2 separate regions of the Mus musculus genome follow, and region 2 is linked to region 1. The links are chromatin contacts, called in public HiChIP or PLAC-seq maps. All regions are on one chromosome and are shown on one strand. Each heading gives the region's core, a stretch centred on a gene start, on an enhancer-like site or on the middle of the called end of the contact. The rest is flanking DNA. Distances are from core to core; before and after follow the strand shown.

What was found. HiChIP or PLAC-seq counts read pairs in DNA pulled down with a chosen protein or histone mark.
Region 2: a contact with region 1 is called in an H3K27ac HiChIP or PLAC-seq map of microglia, with 5 times the contacts expected there. The contact joins the promoter of Pfkfb3 here to the promoter of 4930412O13Rik in region 1. A contact is called at or near these places in 1 of 484 Hi-C or Micro-C datasets (embryonic stem cells) and 2 of 115 datasets of contacts at active chromatin or transcription factors (forebrain and microglia).

What each region holds. Positions count from the first base shown.
Region 1 is chr2:9,878,741-9,884,004 of GRCm38.p6, forward strand. 4930412O13Rik (RIKEN cDNA 4930412O13 gene) reads left to right here and starts at 2,506. Exons shown (of 5, transcript NR_024257.1): 1 at 2,506-2,939; 2 at 3,026-3,201; 3 at 3,803-4,124; 4 at 4,267-4,401; 5 at 5,056-5,264. It overlaps 9230102O04Rik (RIKEN cDNA 9230102O04 gene), which reads right to left. Exons shown (of 4, transcript NR_040511.1): 3 at 5,011-5,055; 4 at 4,301-4,586. It also overlaps a transcript of Gata3 not described here.
Region 2 is chr2:11,499,357-11,504,620 of GRCm38.p6, forward strand. It overlaps Pfkfb3 (6-phosphofructo-2-kinase/fructose-2,6-biphosphatase 3), which reads right to left and starts at 2,734. Exons shown (of 18, transcript NM_001177753.1): 1 at 2,269-2,734. The coding sequence starts at 2,344. It overlaps Gm52500 (a long non-coding RNA gene), which reads left to right and starts at 2,654. Exons shown (of 3, transcript XR_003953759.1): 1 at 2,654-4,150; 2 at 4,798-4,920.

The DNA.
Region 1 (5,264 bases), core at 1,256-3,755:
CCCATCCCCCCCACCCACCCCGGCACACCGCCGCCCCTCCTCCCGCCCCTCTACTGACCGGAAAGGGGCGCCGCCAAGGGCCGCCTAGGGCAGAGGGGCCGCGGGCAGGGTGGGCGAGGCCCGCCCGGGCTTGGGGCAGAGGGGACAGGCAGGAGGGAATTCGCTCTCTGGCCCTTTAAATGTAGCAAAGCCGATTCATTCGGGCTCAGTAGATTATTCCGTACGAGTGAAACCCGGCTGCCCCATTCATAAAGCTAATTTCCATAAGCAGACTTTTCGATACTTTTTTAAAAATGAGCAAACTTTTAAATTAGGATTCAAGCCAGAACGTTTTTCAGTTTATATCAGCTTAGGGGCTATGTGCATGTAAAACAGATTAGAAAAGTTTCATGGCGAAGTAACTGAAGATTTGCCTCCGAACCAGCTTTCCGGGAGGCTGCTGAATCGCGCGGAGGACCTGGGCTTTGATTCGGACGCCCGCGTTATTGTTATGGTCTCTGCTTGCTTTCCCAAACCTCTCCAGAACGAACAGCGTCAGCTGTTGCAGCTGTCTTTTTCGGATCTAATGATATCATCAATGTGTGCTTTTGACCTTAGTGACAACGCGATGCATAAAAAGCTGGCTTAGCGAGACCTAGGCTCACTGGTCCCCGAAGTACCGTGTACAACTAACTTGATCTTTGCTGCGATAGCCTAACTTTTCTCTTCGCCTAGCTCGGGGTGCTACTTTATTCTGCTTTCACCCGAGGAAAACGGTCCCCTCTATAATATCCAACCCTGACCTCCGGGGTGGACCCAGCCGCAACTTCCCTGGACATTTTGGGTCTCTGGGACAGGGTCTGGTGGGAGGGCCGCAAGCTGACACAGGAGAGAGGCTGGAAGACGCCCAGTAGAGAGGCTGGGCGGACGAGGGCGGGGCCATTTGTAAGGACCAATCATCGGGAGATACCACGACCGGGCCGCAGTCGCCCCGCCCCACGGGCTCCAACCTCTGCGGCCCTGTTCCGTCCTTTGAGTCACTGCATCCCCTAGTGGCGTTGAGGTTTCTGCAGCCTGGGTCCAGAAAACACTGCCCGGATGAGCAAGGTCCGAAAGAGACTTCGGGTGCACCCCAGGGCAGTGTAAGAGGTGTTCCCATTCCACCCTCCAGGGCAGAGAGCTTGGCTTTAGAGGGTTACTGGAACTGAAGGCGTCATCCCCTCTTCATTTCTTTACCCCATAATATTTCCCACTTATTCAAAACTTGGATTCCCGACAAGCCCTTTCTTAAAAGTTCCAAGTAACTTCTTCTATTCTACTGTGGAGAAAAGCCATCAATATCTACCTTGAAGCCAGTGGAGTGCGGGGAGAGGGAAGGTGCGTTCTTTTTACAATACAACCCTTGAAGAAGACAAAATTTATTTAGAAATGTGCCCTGCGGGCTTGGGTTTGGAGCTTCTCCTGACACCCCCCCCCCTTTTACATCTGATCTTTGACTGAAATCAAGGCTGAATTTCTAAATACAAATTACGAAGATACCTTTTTTTTAAAAACGAGTCTTCCCTCCCTTCTGAGTTCACCCTGCACCCCTTGGTCCCACGTTTATGAGGGCGGCCCAGTCTTAGAATATCGATTTTTTTACTTTCACTCTTTGACCAACCCATCTCTCCTGGGCCAATCAAGCTGCCAGCATCTCTTCCAGCTCACGGCGCTCTCAAAACCTTTTAATTATTTAGTTGCTGTCTAACATTCACCGGAAACCATTCCATAAACAAGCAGAGAAGACCGCACACACATTTTTGCTAAAAGGCCCGGGATTAAGATCTAGAATGAGAGTTTAAAAGGGAAAAATACTATTGCTGTATCACTCATGAGTTGTATAAGGCATCAGTCAGCCAGTCCCTAGTTCACAGCTTCGAGAAAAGTCTCGAGTAAGCATATCTCTTTGGTCCCGGGCACCGAGATGTAGATGATAATAATAATAATTTTTTTAATGCGCAAAAGAAATCCTTCTGGAGACAAGAAAGAAAGCTGCTGACGCCAAGAACTGAACATGTTAGTCTATACGGCTTAGAACGTATTTTTAAAGACTGAAAAAGAATATACTTCTGAAAAGGATGGCTTCCCTAGTAGGGGCGCCTCTCTAATAGATGTAGTAGTGGGGATGGAGAGGATTATTCGTCTTAATTCAATCACCAGAGGAGCTAGACTGGATGCAAAGACACTCCCCTCCCTTGGAAAAACAAAATATCTAATAGGCCCCTCCAGGTCTGAGGTAGTTTAGGGTTGGCAGAGAGGGGTAGGGGGCCTGAGGCTAGGCGCCCCGGGCACTGGATCCAGCCTGTAGGGGGTATTTAACATGTAATTCCCAGCCGGTCCGCCCCTGTTCCCGGACTGACAGTGGGTAATTGGGAAAGAGGACGTTGCTCTTTTGATGGCCCGCGCCGGCCAGTCTCGCCGACGCCACACTGGGTTTGACGTCACGGGCCGGCCCCAGAGTCAGAAACACAGAGCAGGGGAGGGGGAGGGAAAAAGAGAGGAGGGGGATACCGGAGAGGGAGGGCCGAGGTCGGCTCCGAGACCCACCGGGAAGAAGGGGGAAGGGATCGAGTCCGGAGAGGCTGCGGCGCGTGGCCTGAGGCGGAGAGCTGGACTCCGGGGGTCTGGGCCAGGACAGGCGCCGGTCTGACCCGCCTTGCTCGCAAATGCAGGCCGGGCTTCCTCTTCCCTTGGCGGGTGGTGGGGGAGGGGAGGGGGCTTGAGGCCGGAGGGAAAGGTGGTCCCAATCCTTCAGTTCCAGAGAGCTACAAAGCTGATCCGGGCCTCGTTAAGGGACGTCTGGGTGCCCCCTTAAAGACCTGGGGTGCCACCACCACCACAACCCCAAGGCACACCGGGTCTGGCTCGGTGTACCGCATTCCCCTTCTTCCCCTGGAGCATCTGGCGGAGCTGGGGGAAAGGCAAGAGAAAGCCATCAAGGAGAATGCTGTTGCCGCTGCTGCCTGGAGTCTTTGGCTCCTGCAGTTCATGAGGCCTCTCTCTATAGGGTAAGGGGCTGACGAACGCTACGGTTCCCTGGGGACTCAGCATCTGGAGCGGAGCAGGCAAAGGCTCAGCTAGAACCGGGATCTGGGGCTGTTGTACTTGGATAGCCGGAGTCAATTTGGCCTATCTGAAAACCCAGGCCTTGAGGCTGCTGCTGGAGGCGTCAAGTTGAGCAGGGTATGTGTGCCCTCTTGGGGAAAGGGTAAGAAATGGATCTGACTTACTCTATGCGTGGAGTAAGCTGAGACACCCCTCACCCCCCTACACACACACACACACACACACACACACACACACACACACTTGCCCATCCTCAGGTCCCTCCCACTCGCCTTCACTAGGGCGACCCCATCCCTCTAGAAGTAGACACAACCGGTCCCCTTCAGAATTTGGAAGCCCTGATTGAAAAAAAAGGTTTAGCGAGTGATTGGGCCTCATCACTTGGGGCCATGGACCCAGAAGGTAGAAATCCACCCAGAGTCAACAACCCGAACCTGACTCCGAGAGAGACCAGGCGAGCTCCGCGGGGCCGAGATGCGAAAAGATGCTACTTTGGGGGTCGCGGGGGTGGGGGGGTTGTTGAGCGCAGCCCTCCAGAGAGTGACCTGCAAAGCCAAACCCCGGGGGTCGAAGTACTATAGTTACTAATCCTGGGCAGGGGTAGAAAGCGTGCCTCGGAATGCCTAGGGCTGTCATTTGAGCGTGTTTACTTAGGGACTTTGCACGCCGAGCGCAAGCGGAATAGTAGGATTCTCCTAGAGGCAGCAAATGTTTGCAGGCTGGAAAACGAAGCGGAGCGGGGCGTGCTGCCTTGTCCCTCCTCCCGGAGCCAAGGCGCCGGCCTGGGCGGATCTGATGGCGCGGTTACCGACTGAAGTGAAGCCCGGAACCTGAAGGGCTGGGAGGTCGGGGAGAAAGCAGAGCAGCACCGAAGGCCAGAAATTAAATTCACAGCCCGGGACCCCGACGACCCAAGGACTAGGGAAAAAGTCACTTCCCATTCCAGCTCGATCAATCTTCCTTCCATGCGATTGATTAATAGAAAACGAAGTGAAAAGACCGTGGTCGCTGTGCGTCTGGGAAGGAAGCGAAGGGCAGAGGTATCCAGGCCGGCGCCGGTACCCCCTTACCACCGGTTCACAACCCGGAGGTCTACATCGCCTCGGACTAGGGAAGCGGGGCGGTGGCGAGAACCCAGGGAGACCGCGCGGGACCTTTAATTGGGTGTATCCGTTTTAACAGTGGCCATTGTTGAAGCAATTAGCGAGAGACAATAACCACCGAGATGCGTTTAATTCGATTCCGTGCACGCTGCAATCCCCGCCCGGGCTCTGCGATATGCAGGCCTGGGATAACCCGGAGGGTCTGGTTGTGAAGGTACGGGTTGGGTTCCTTGATCATTTTGTCTTAGGCATGGAAGTTGTAAAAGAAAGGCGGGAGGGGGAGCTAGATCTGCCCCCAAGCAAGCCACGGTAGGAGACTCATCCTTGGTCATCCCCCGGACCACTGTTCTTTCTTGGAGCATGGGTTGGAGCTGCGGCCGCCTGGTCAATCCACAGTGCCTGTTTGAGAGGAGAAAAGCCGGGAAGACTGGGACATGGATCCAAGTCTCAATCTTACTTCCCCGCCTCGGTTTCTCGAACTAAATCCTAATTGCCTTCCCAATCCGGGGAGGAGCAAAGAAGAGACCCTGCTTAAGTCTCACAACACACTTCCTCTCCTCTGGAGCCAGCCCCTGTACCCCCTCCTCCGTTTTAACCTCCGGATTAAGTTACCCAGGCCAGGCGAGGGTTTTTTACTGGATACGAGAATAGTACAGGTAAAGCTGTATAAATAGTTCGCCAGCTGCGGAGCAGGAGGGTTATGCCGGGGACACAGTCCCAAGGCGCCACCAGTCAGCCTGGCTTGAGCTTACAAAACGGCTGGGGAGGCCACTTTGCCTCGGCGACCCGGACCTCATAGGTTAAACACATATTACGTTATCACCTTAGCTTTCACCATGTCCTCTTTTCTCTTTTTTCCCCGCATGAGCTGAAATACAGAGAAGAGAGCAAAATCAAACCGCGGTGGAAAACGAAGCAAGCAGCGGGGCCATGCTGGCTGAGGCTTCCTGCTCCTCAACGGAGACACCTTTCCAATTAAAACAGTAGACATGGGAACTTTAGTGATGTAAAGAAAGAAGGTTGCTAAAAGTCACTGGCCAGGAGAAGAAGCTGGCTGTAGAAGCCTGGGGGTGGGGG
Region 2 (5,264 bases), core at 1,484-3,983, 1.6 Mb after region 1:
AGGGCTGGGACTGCAGCAGCAGTAGCTGGGAGCATTCTTGCCCAGCATTCATAAAGCTCTGGGTTCAATGTCCATCACCAGGTAATCCAGACAAGTAGGTGAATGCTCATAATCCCAGTGTTTGGGGAGAGAAGGCAGGAGGACCACAAGTTCACTGTCATCTAGACATCATAGAACGTTTAAGTCAATTCAGCTCTGAAAAACAGTTAAAAAAAAAAAAAAAAAAAAGATTTAGGTGAGTGAAAATCTACAAGAGGCTGGGTGTGGTAGCACACACTCTTAATCCCATTTAAGTTGAAGCCAGGCCAGCCAGGGTCACTGGAGACCTTATCTCAGAAAGAAGAAAGAAAAATAGAAAGGAAGGAAGGAAAGACAGTCAGTCTGTCCACAAGATTCCCAGTGTCAGTAGAAAAGAAGTAACTTATTTAAAAAAACAAAACAAAACAAAAAAAAAAACCTATTTTCTCTATTGCAGTAAAACCAAATTTAGTATAGGGGGGGAAAAACATTTAAAATACGGATATGCTTTTAAAACCCCTGGCTGCAGATATTTGTATGTGAAAGAATGTGTCTGACTACACATTCTTTCACATACACACCAGTCTCACACACAAGAATTCCAGAAGTGAGCGAGCTGGTCATCTTAATCTGTCAGCTTTAGGCACATCCGCTTTCAACTCTACATGGTTCCAACAGCAATTCTGTGCAAATCTCTGAGCTCCGACAGACGTGCAAGCTCGTGGAATCTAGCGATCAGGGTCTGCAGCCTGGGGGAGGCCCCGCTGCACGGTGATGTCTTTCACTGAGCCAGTGTCACTGAACTTGGGTTCTTGCAAAAGCTGCCATGGTTCTCTCAGACCCAAACAAGGGAAGAATGTATTCTGCAATCACATGGCTGTACACATACATAGAAAACCAGGCCCTATTGTTTGACCAATTTCAGTTTAAAAAATAGAAAACGCTATAATCTGCCTGACTAAAAAGTCCAGAAGCAGCATGCTGTCTAAATTTGACCAACTTACCAACTTTCCCTGTTTTTATTATTATTATTATTATTATTATTATTATTATTATTTATTGACAGGGTCTCACTGTGTAGTCCAGGTTCATGATTCTTTGACCTTAGTTTCCCAGCTACAGTGTAATGAGATTATAGGTGTCCCACAGGCTTGGTTTTACCCTGGGGCATTTTCATAAAGGTGGCCCCGGTGCATAAACGTGTCTGACAGGGTTTGGGGAAGAACCCTTGCCAAGCCCTTACCTCTGACTTACTTGAGCAAAAGAAAAGGAGACTGTCTTGGGGACAGAGTTCCACCGAAGCCCACAGGTCCAGCAGGGAAGACCTGCTAGAGGTCTCATACTGCACCACAGGGAGGCAGGGAAACCAGTAAGTGACTCAGACCCACAAAGCTCCGAGAGCTGTCATGTCCTGTGATGGCCATCCTGAGAAACGTGACAGCAGAGAAACCTACCCTGCAGCCTGGTGTTCCAGTGTCCCAGGGTGACAGGAAACCACCTCCCAGTTTTGCCAGTAGATTCTCAAACTACAAACGTGATGTGAGCAACGTGTCCACTGGGCAGCTCGCTCCTGTTTACCCCCGTGGGCTCCTGGGCCTGCTGCCTGGGAGGGAAGCATTGCCTTAGAGCAATTCCATCCGCTCTTCCCAGAGGCACCTCTTCCTATCTAGGGATGGAAGTGAATGAAACCTTCCCAAATCGTTCACAGCAGCAACAGGTGAGGCACTAAGAGAAACTGCCAGCAAATTCCGTGCTCCGGGTAAACGAGTGCGTCTGTAATACAACACTAGTCACCAACCCATAAACCATCCCTGCAACCAAGGATCTGCAGTCACGGGAGTGACGGCGAAGATGGAAATATACAGAGGTGCAAAGATCCGAGGAAGAAAAAAGACCGTGAACCAGAGGAGACCCAAAGAAAAGGGGGCGTTGGTGTGGGCGGCCGCGCCCCTGCTGCAGTCGGCCAGGGTGACTCCGGAGCAGCCAGGTCTCTCCAGCCTCTGGGAGGCGCTGGCCCAGAGAGCCCAGGCCGGGCCGGGCACACAGGAGGTTTCCGGAGCCACAGCGCCCCTTCTGCCCAGCCTGGGAGACGCAGCCGGCCGCCACCCCCGCCTCGCCGGGCCGGGCCGACCGGCACGAGTGCGCTTCCCGCAGAGGGGAACCGGCACAAAGCCGCTGCACACACAATGGCCGGGCTCTGCACGCGGCGCAATCTACAACCTAGCCCCCCACGTGGCTGCCTGCACTCACATCTGGGCAACGAGGGTCGGTGATCGACGGGCACCCAGATCTTCTGTACCCGGCTCTGGGTCAGTTCCAACGGCATCTTCGTAGCTGTATTCGGCGACCCGCCACCCCTGGAGGAAAGACTCCGACTTGGGGAGAAGAGCAGCAGCAGATCCCCCCGGAACAAAGGACAGGAAGGGTGCGTCCGCCTGCACGCGGCTGGGCGCTCCCTTGCACTGCTTTGGAAAATGTGCTTTGTGCGGAGTCTCGGAGGAAGGATCGCCTGAGCGGAGACACGAGACAGATGAGAGCGGCGTGGAGTTGCGGCTGCTGCACTGCTGACTAGTCGGCTCTGTTCAAAAGCTCAGGGATGCTCCAGCGCAGTGACAGCCACGGTCCCAACACCCAGCACTGCCACTTGCTCCTCTCCAGTTCTGTCGGGATGCCACACGCACTGCCCGGCCTTTTAAGATCTGACCGGTAGCGCGGCGCGTCAGCCTCGGGGCGGGCCGCATTCTTTGCGTCCCAGCCCCCTTTCACGTGGAGAGAAGGGTGGGCAAGGCCAAGAGACAGCCTGCTGCCGCCCCCTGCGGGTGGACGAGAGCAGCACGCTCTGTTCCTGCAACCCAGGCTGGTTCTTTCGTCCTCCTTTCCGTCCCTAAGTTTATTCCCTAAGGGCGCAAGACAGGAACGGAGTCCCCAAATAATTCCAGCCACTTTCCTCATCTGTGCTTGGAAGGCAGCAGCGATCTGATAATGTCCAATGTGGTTCGTTGACAGTCCTCCACCCCTACACACACACACACACACACACACACACACACAGAGCTAGAGCTATGTAAAAGCATCTTCCCAGTTCAGCCTTACAAGCCGTGGGAGCCCCAACACCATGCACCATAGTTACATGATTTGGGGACTGGCTCAGTCCAAGTGAAGACGCAGGTCAGAGCTGCCTCCTGGTAACACCTGTGCATTATCGCCCACTATGTCCCCTGCCATTGCTGACACTGCCACCTCCGGGCACGGGCGCATACTTTTCCTGAATCCCCGGGAAACATGCTTGGGTAGTGTTGCTACCCCTCACTCAGTGCTACCGTGCCTGGCGCTTGAAGGGGGGCAATAAATAAATAAGGAAGGAAGGAAGGTTCGACCGAAAAGGAACTTTGGGATGCGGGGGGCGGTTGGTATTATTTTCCCTTTCAACATGGGCCATATTCCATACCCCTTCTGCAAGTAGTGATTAAAAGTAGACCCCATTCCCTCTCCCATTACCGGACTATGAGCCCCAAAGTAACTATCAAGGGACAGCTAGATCCTAAATTCATGTCACCCACCCAACCCCCACGCGCCCGCTCTAGCACACCGGCTATATTTTGTTTGATGTGAACATGCCCTCGCTTCCTTTCCGATTTTTGCACTTTGCATAGGCTGGAGATACATGCATAACAGGCAATCGTTGAACCGCCAGAGTTCATTTATTCAGCGACGATCTAAGGGATCTTTCGGTGAGGACCGCTGCACGGGAGGCCGTGGAGACAAGACACTTTAAATGTGATTTTAGCGAAGGAAGCCTCCGCTCAGAAGATCTGCCTTGCTTAGCGCAAGCTGCACACGTCGCGGTGAAGCTGAGCTGTGATTGGAGGCGCTCGCGGAACCCCACACTGCAGTGGAAAAGTCTGCGCAGAGGCTGCCACACGTCGCGCACGTCCTGCATGCTCTGCTGGGAGGGCGCCGGCCCCCCGGCGGCGGGCGCAGCTGCTCTGTTCCCAACCCAGCCCGCCCCGCCTGGGGCCTCCGCCTTGCCTTCTCCGGCAGCCTGGCGAGCTTAGGAGACCTGGAGCTCACCTGGCGAGTAGCCCTTGGGAACCTCCCAGCTCTAACCGCCATTCCTGCACCCTGCTCTCCGGTACCACCCTCCTCAATACCTGTCCCCAACCCCAGGACAGCTTTGCTGACCTTCCGATTTCTGTGCTCAGGCAGCTGTTCAGAAAGAAACCCGGTGCATTACATTTAAACTTGTTTTTCTTCAGTGAGAGCAAATGCCAGAGGTGACACCCTAGAAAGCCCAAGGGAGAATCTCGCTCCACTCCTGAAATTAGAATGGACTGACTCGACAAGGAAAACATCTAGTAGTCTCCAGAAGGGTTCCCTTACTGGTATTTGCAAGCTGAGGGGGAGGGGGAAGGGATGGGGGTGAGAGTGCATCCCTGCCAGGAGACTCCCCACTCCCGACTCCCAATAACCATAGTGCACCTGGACGCTTGTAAAGTTTCCACTAGGTTTTCTGTTTGTTTTGCTTTGTTTGAGACAGTTTTCCTATGCAGCCCAGGCCGGCCTCAAGCTTGCTCCTTTCTCAGCCTGGTATTACAGGCCTGTGCCATGTTCCCAGGTGCCCGCTTGAGTTTGCACACACCTACAAGCCAGGCAAATGGCCAGATGTCAAAGCTTAGGAACAGATTGCTGGGAACCGCCAGGGAGAACGTGGTGGGAATGGTACCAGTGGAGAACGATCTTTTATTTCTCTTTTATCATGTTTAAATCTCTCGATTTAAGGTCAGTCCTCAAGTCAGGTGGCAGCTAAGCATTCTCAGATGGGGCAGTTTTCCTTTCCTGGAGTCAACAATGTAGTGGGTACCCAGAACAAACACTAAGTTCTCCAGTCACTTCTGCTACCAGGTAGGTAAAGGGAAATCACCTTTACCCTGCCTAGGGCTCCAGATATCTAGGAAAGGGTGGAATGTGAGGCACACAGCTGAATTCACACTTGTTTGTTGGTCCTCTGAAGCTGTCGGCTTGCAACCACAGGTAAAAGCTGTGTTTGTGGAAGGCAAAACTGCTCCAACATGATCCTCCTTAGGACCAACCTTGCTACACCTACATTCAAAGGTTTCCTCCTCAGCTTTGCTGTTTAGACATCCTTCCAATTCCTCCCTTAGTTCTGTTAATACACCCTTATCTTTACCTCAAACGCAGTCCCCTAGGGCTTCACTAACTCCCAGGTTCCCAGGTGGATATTATGA